Regions from separate parts of the Gossypium hirsutum genome. Here region 2 is linked to region 1. The links are chromatin contacts, called in public Hi-C maps. All regions are on one chromosome and are shown on one strand. Each heading gives the region's core, a stretch centred on a gene start, on an enhancer-like site or on the middle of the called end of the contact. The rest is flanking DNA. Distances are from core to core; before and after follow the strand shown. Region 1 has its middle 31 kb from the start of LOC107909734. Region 2 holds the start of LOC107907881 (anther-specific protein BCP1).

Region 1 (2,700 bases), core at 8-2,507:
CTAATTTTATAGAAAAAATTATTTTAGCCATTCATTTAATATTTTTTTTATCTTTTTTAGCTTTTGAACTTACATTTTTTTTATCAAATCACTCCAAAATAGATGAAAATTTTAACGTTTTTTAACTTTGCTGATGTGGTATACATGTGGATGACATATTAGCATCTAATTAATTTTTTAAAATTTTAAAAATTAAAAATCATTAATTAAATTTTAGTGCCGACATATCATTTACATAACAATCCACATGTATATTATGCGTGAAATTTTCCTTGTGCGGAAAAACAAAATTAAAAGACAAATTAAGGAGCCTATCAAACTTGGGTGATACGAAAAGAAAACTCCAAAAATGATTCTTATTATGCTAAACATCAATATACTAATAGATTGATTGTTTGACAAGAATCCAAAAAAGTACGTAATTACTGCAAGGAACAAATAACACATCTTGTTTGTCAACTTTATTCCCTTCTTTTTTTTAATATAAAATAGGGTTGCTAAATATTTGATTTTCTAAACTTTAATTATATAACTCCTAACATTCCCTTGAATAATTTAGAGAGGAAGAAGAAGTCAACCAATTCCTAATGATTGGCTCAATTGGTAGTTTATGGAACTAATTGTTTGGCTGTACCAAAGATCCTTATATTTTAGTGTGATGCCTAATTGCATTTCTCTAACTTGCATCATCATTTTATGGACTTAAACAATCTCACATGAATAAAGTTGGATATGGACAGTCCTGTAGAATTAACGGACGGCCAAGGAGCCCACAACTGATAAAAGCATTTTGGCTATCATGTTAGTATTGCGTGGGTTCTTGGATTCAAAAAAATACTAGATTTAGGGATTTGAAAAAAGTGGTGCTTGAGACATATAGTAAGGAAGCAATGTGAATCTTTTATGATCCGTTTCATCAAAGAGATTCTCCAACGAGATTGCACTATTCACTTACTACATATTTTTAGAGAAGGCAATAAGGTAACGGATGGTTTGGCAAAATTGACATTCTCAAGACCTTTGGACAATGTTTCATTCATGTAGCCCTGGATGAAATCCTTGAATCTCTACACGATTTTTCTGATGTAATGTGATCTCATTTTATATATAAAAAAATTAGGGAAGTTAAAAATAATAATTAATTACACTGAAAAGTTAAAGTGATTTTTTACATATTTTCAGTTCTAAACTATTCTAATTTAAGCTCACAAATTTAAAGCCCACAAGTGGCCCAGATAGCCAAGGTTGGGGAAGGCCTTGCATTTTCTACAGGGTATCACTATTTTCTTGTTCTATTAAAATTTCAACTTCTTTCGTCCCTATTTATTGTGCACCGTTTTTTTTTTTTTTTTTGTTTTGGTAGGAAAATAAGAGGGTGTTTTTGAAGGAATTGAATTTGTTACAATGGGATTTTAATGTTTAGTGACTTACTTTCTTCTACAAATAGTGAAATTGATTCTCTTAAAAAATACATATATAATGGAAAGCAAATAAAAAAGGAAAACATGGTTATTGGTGTCTATCCCTACAATTCATTGTTGCAAAGTAATTCTTTTTTACTTTTATTCTGAATTGTAAATTTTACTCTCTTTTAAATATGTGAAATGTTTCTTTGAAATATTGAATCCTTTTGTCTTTTTATTTGAAAATCTCAGTCCCTTATCAAAAATATAAAATACTTTTTTAGCCATCAATATTTATAATTTTTATCAATTTAGTCCTTACACTTTAAAGTAAATAAAAAATAAAAAATTAAATTTTATCATGTGTTAAATAAAATCATAACAAATTTAAAAATATATACTTAAAAATCTAAAATTATGAAAAATAAAAATTATTTAAATAAAAATTAATATAAAAAAATTCCAAAATTCAATGTTGTCTAAACCAGATTGGATCGAAAATCAACTGGGGTATCGATCCAATGAGAAGTAAAAACTTGGTTGACCTGTAAACCGGTACGAGCTGGTTGAATAGAGCTAAAAAACCGGTTGAAACCTATTTTTATAATTTTGTATATTTTTATTTTTTAATAATTTATTTGTTTTGAACCGATTGGACCATTCGAATGGGAACTAATTGGTTTGACTAGTTCAACCATCAATCCAGTTCTAGACACATTGCCAAAATTTCAAAAAAAAAAGTTTTTTTAGTCTAATTTAACCCGTTCGTACCAATTCATTGATCAAATGGTTTTTTTACCTCCCACCGGATCAATAACCTAGCCTTTTTTCGATCTAACCAATTCGACTAACTAGTCTAGTTTAGATAACATTGCATTTTGAAAATTTTATATATTTTAAATGACTTATTTTTTTCATAATTTTAATTTTTTTTAAATATATTTTTTAATTTTTTATGTTTTAATTTAAAATATGAAAAAGTAATTTTTAAACTTATTTATCTATTTTTAAAGGGTAAGAACCAAATATAAAAAAATGTAAATATTGAGAGTTAAAAATATATTTTACTTTTTTTTATAACAACCACTAACGTACACAAAAGAACTAAAATTTTCAAATTAGAAAAAAATATAATCACTCAATGTCTCAAACTAAAACTTCAAAAGAATACAAAAACTTGAAACCTTCTTTTTTTCTTTTAAGGTTATACATGCGTGGTACTAAGTATCTATATTTCTTTTGTCATAAATATTTTTTAAAATATACTTTTTAATCAATCAATTTTTAGTATAATGTA
Region 2 (2,700 bases), core at 5-2,504, 74 kb before region 1:
TTTGGAGTTAAAAAGGGTCCTCACAGTCGCCTAGGAATATCAGATATAAATCTGAGGAGCTGAATTCCATTTACAATGTTTAGCTTACTTAGGGATGTGATAGAGATTTTACAAAGTTTAGGTACATTTTCTGTTATAAAGCAAAATTGGAGTAGTAATTTTGATCTAAGAAATTTATTTTCTGACATTCTTGTAATTGATATTAGTCCTTCGTTTGGTATAATAATATTAATCGAGATGTTAGCAAATATGGTATATGTGTACTGTGCGAAGCAGTCAATGTGCAGACTAGGTACAATAATGATGTTTTCATCCTTTTCTGAATATGGGATTTATATCCTTCCCATTTTCCAAGTTTATTGTCTTTGTTGCATGCTAAGAAACATTATTATATTGGTGAATGTGTTTGTCATGAAATCAAAAGCTCAAAAACACTATCTAAGGGAGCCATGATTGGTTTTTGAGCTTTACTGGACCCTAAAACGAGGAACACTTGTTAAAAACCAAAGATTTAATTATTTCTACTTTCGATTTGCTGTTTCTAACCCCAATGCTTTTGCTTGAATTGTTAACCAAAGTAGGGCTTATTATTTTATAACTAGTGCTTGTTTCTTAATAAAAATGTCATATTTTATATAGATTATAAAGGGGATTGAGATTTTATGCTTATGGTAACGAATATTACATGGACTAATCAATTATTATTATTTTACTATATTTTAAATGAAAAATGTGAACCTTATTTTTGAAATCCAAAAATTCATATAAGTTTCCTATTTATGTATATATATTCATTAGTTTTATTCATAAACAAATACAAGCAGCTGCCTTTGCAAACCTCAATTTTACCAGACTATGAAATTAAAGTAGACGTACAAATTATGGTTAATAAGACCCTTTTTCGAGGTTTACTACTTGGATTGAGACGAAGCTAATTTAGAAGACGAAGTAGGTAGCAATGGCAGCTGCCCCAGTGAGAGCAGCCGCCCCAACGGCAGAGACACCTGTGGTGGTTGCATCACTAGAAGGAGCAGGAGCCATGCTTTTAGCTTCCTGCTCACTGCCAAGAGGGGCAGCAACAGCGTCATTAGAAGCACCGGGGGAGGATGCACCTGCTCCATCATCAGTGTTGCCGATGGTATCATCATCGGGTACTGGGACTGCAGATGGTGCTTTAGAAGCTGTATTGGCGGCGGAAACCAACCCGACAAGAGCTATAAAGACCAAAGCAAGAACAAAGCTTTGGCGTGCCATTATTGATATTGGTGGGGTACGTGAGAAGGAAGAGAACAAGAAGCAGTAATTAAAAAGAAATGGGGTGATGTTGTTCTCTAAGGGTTGGTTATATGAATGGAAAATTTATACCCGCACAATTACGGAGGAGGAGTGGGAGAGGTTTATAAAGCCTTCAATTTGGCCAAAAATAGGGCAATGCTTCAACGCAAAGCACGGCTTCCTAGTTCACATCCATTTCCGATGATTCTGGAAAACCATGCATATTTTGTTGCGCTACACCTTGTTTTTATTAATTAAATCATTTTCTTTCATTTTTTCCATTTCATTTCATTACCCAATGTCTTATGACTTAATAAACACTGATATCATTATCCTACGAGGGAAATTTATTTAAAAAAAAAATAAATTATTTCAAAATCATAATAATTTGTGACTATGATAGTATTACTAACAATACGGAATGTTATCATAAGATATGAATCTCATATTTAGGGGCGAATCTAGGGGGTTGGCAGGGATCCTGGCCCCTTAAAATGAAAAATGGAGAAAGATTTCTATTTTGGCCTTTTAAAGTTTTAAAAATTTTAAATTGATAAAGATAAAATTACACTTTGGCTTCCCTAAAAATAATAAATTTTTTATTTAATTCTTTAACAATTATATTTTTACTATCATAAAAATTATAATTTAATTTCGTCCCCTAAAAAGGTTTTCTAGCTTTGCCCTGTACATCTTGTTTGAATTAATCAACTCATTAATTTGATTTATGTGAAGGTTAGATTTAATGTTGCAATATGGGTTTCAACAACAACAAATTTTTATTTATTTATTAAATTATATATTTATATTAAATGTTTTGTATTTCAAAATAGATAACAAATATAAGGTTTAATTGTAAAAAACAACCAAATAAATTTGCACAAAATCTTTGATAAGAAAGTCACTGTTTTTGAAAACTTTGAAATGTTTGAATTTCACAAGGACTTATCACCATTTTAATTAGGGCTTAATAACTAATCGATTGAGGATCATTCAGATTTAACATACAAGCTGATAAGATAAATGTTATTTAAGTTTGAATTATATATATGAATTAAAGTTGTCGACTAGCTTACTTAGGTATGAGGTTTGAATGCTTTATTTTGTTCGTAGGATATTTTTTCTTGGGTAGTTTGTCCTTGGTCGGAGAGGTTTCTTACTCACACTTTGAGTAGAGTGAGTGTAAATAATTGTACATGAATGAGGTTGCTTTTACCTTGTGTTAAATAGTTAGGATTTTAATCATTGGATACAAAATTATTTAGTAAATTCATTCCATAGAGGTAGGTTTATTAGACCTTTCGACATGTCAATTATTGTTTTTGGTGAGCAAAATTAAAAGATAAAACCTTCGTCCCTTAAGAAATATAAGTGGCAGCAGGCTTGGACACAAACTAATATACTTTAAAGTGGTGACATGTATAA

Evidence for each region. Hi-C and Micro-C count contacts between places; a contact is called where the count stands out from the background.
Region 2: a contact with region 1 is called in a Hi-C map of leaf, with 8 times the contacts expected there. The contact joins the promoter of LOC107907881 here to the enhancer-like site in region 1. A contact is called at or near these places in 8 of 34 Hi-C or Micro-C datasets (callus, hypocotyl and leaf).

What each region holds. Positions count from the first base shown.
Region 1 is chrD02:58,608,733-58,611,432 of Gossypium_hirsutum_v2.1, reverse strand. No RefSeq gene overlaps it. Among protein-coding and RNA genes, the nearest start is that of LOC107909734, 31 kb to the right of the region's middle. Within about 2 kb of position 1,257, at least 3 of the 9 cell types and tissues checked have an H3K27ac peak or open chromatin away from gene starts, as enhancers often do. A contact at or near this core is called in leaf, where this site is marked.
Region 2 is chrD02:58,682,946-58,685,645 of Gossypium_hirsutum_v2.1, reverse strand. LOC107907881 (anther-specific protein BCP1) reads right to left here and starts at 1,254. Exons shown (of 1, transcript XM_016835192.2): 1 at 937-1,254. The coding sequence starts at 1,254. The coding sequence ends at 937. It overlaps LOC107909738 (actin-related protein 3), which reads left to right. Exons shown (of 9, transcript XM_016837377.2): 9 at 1-248.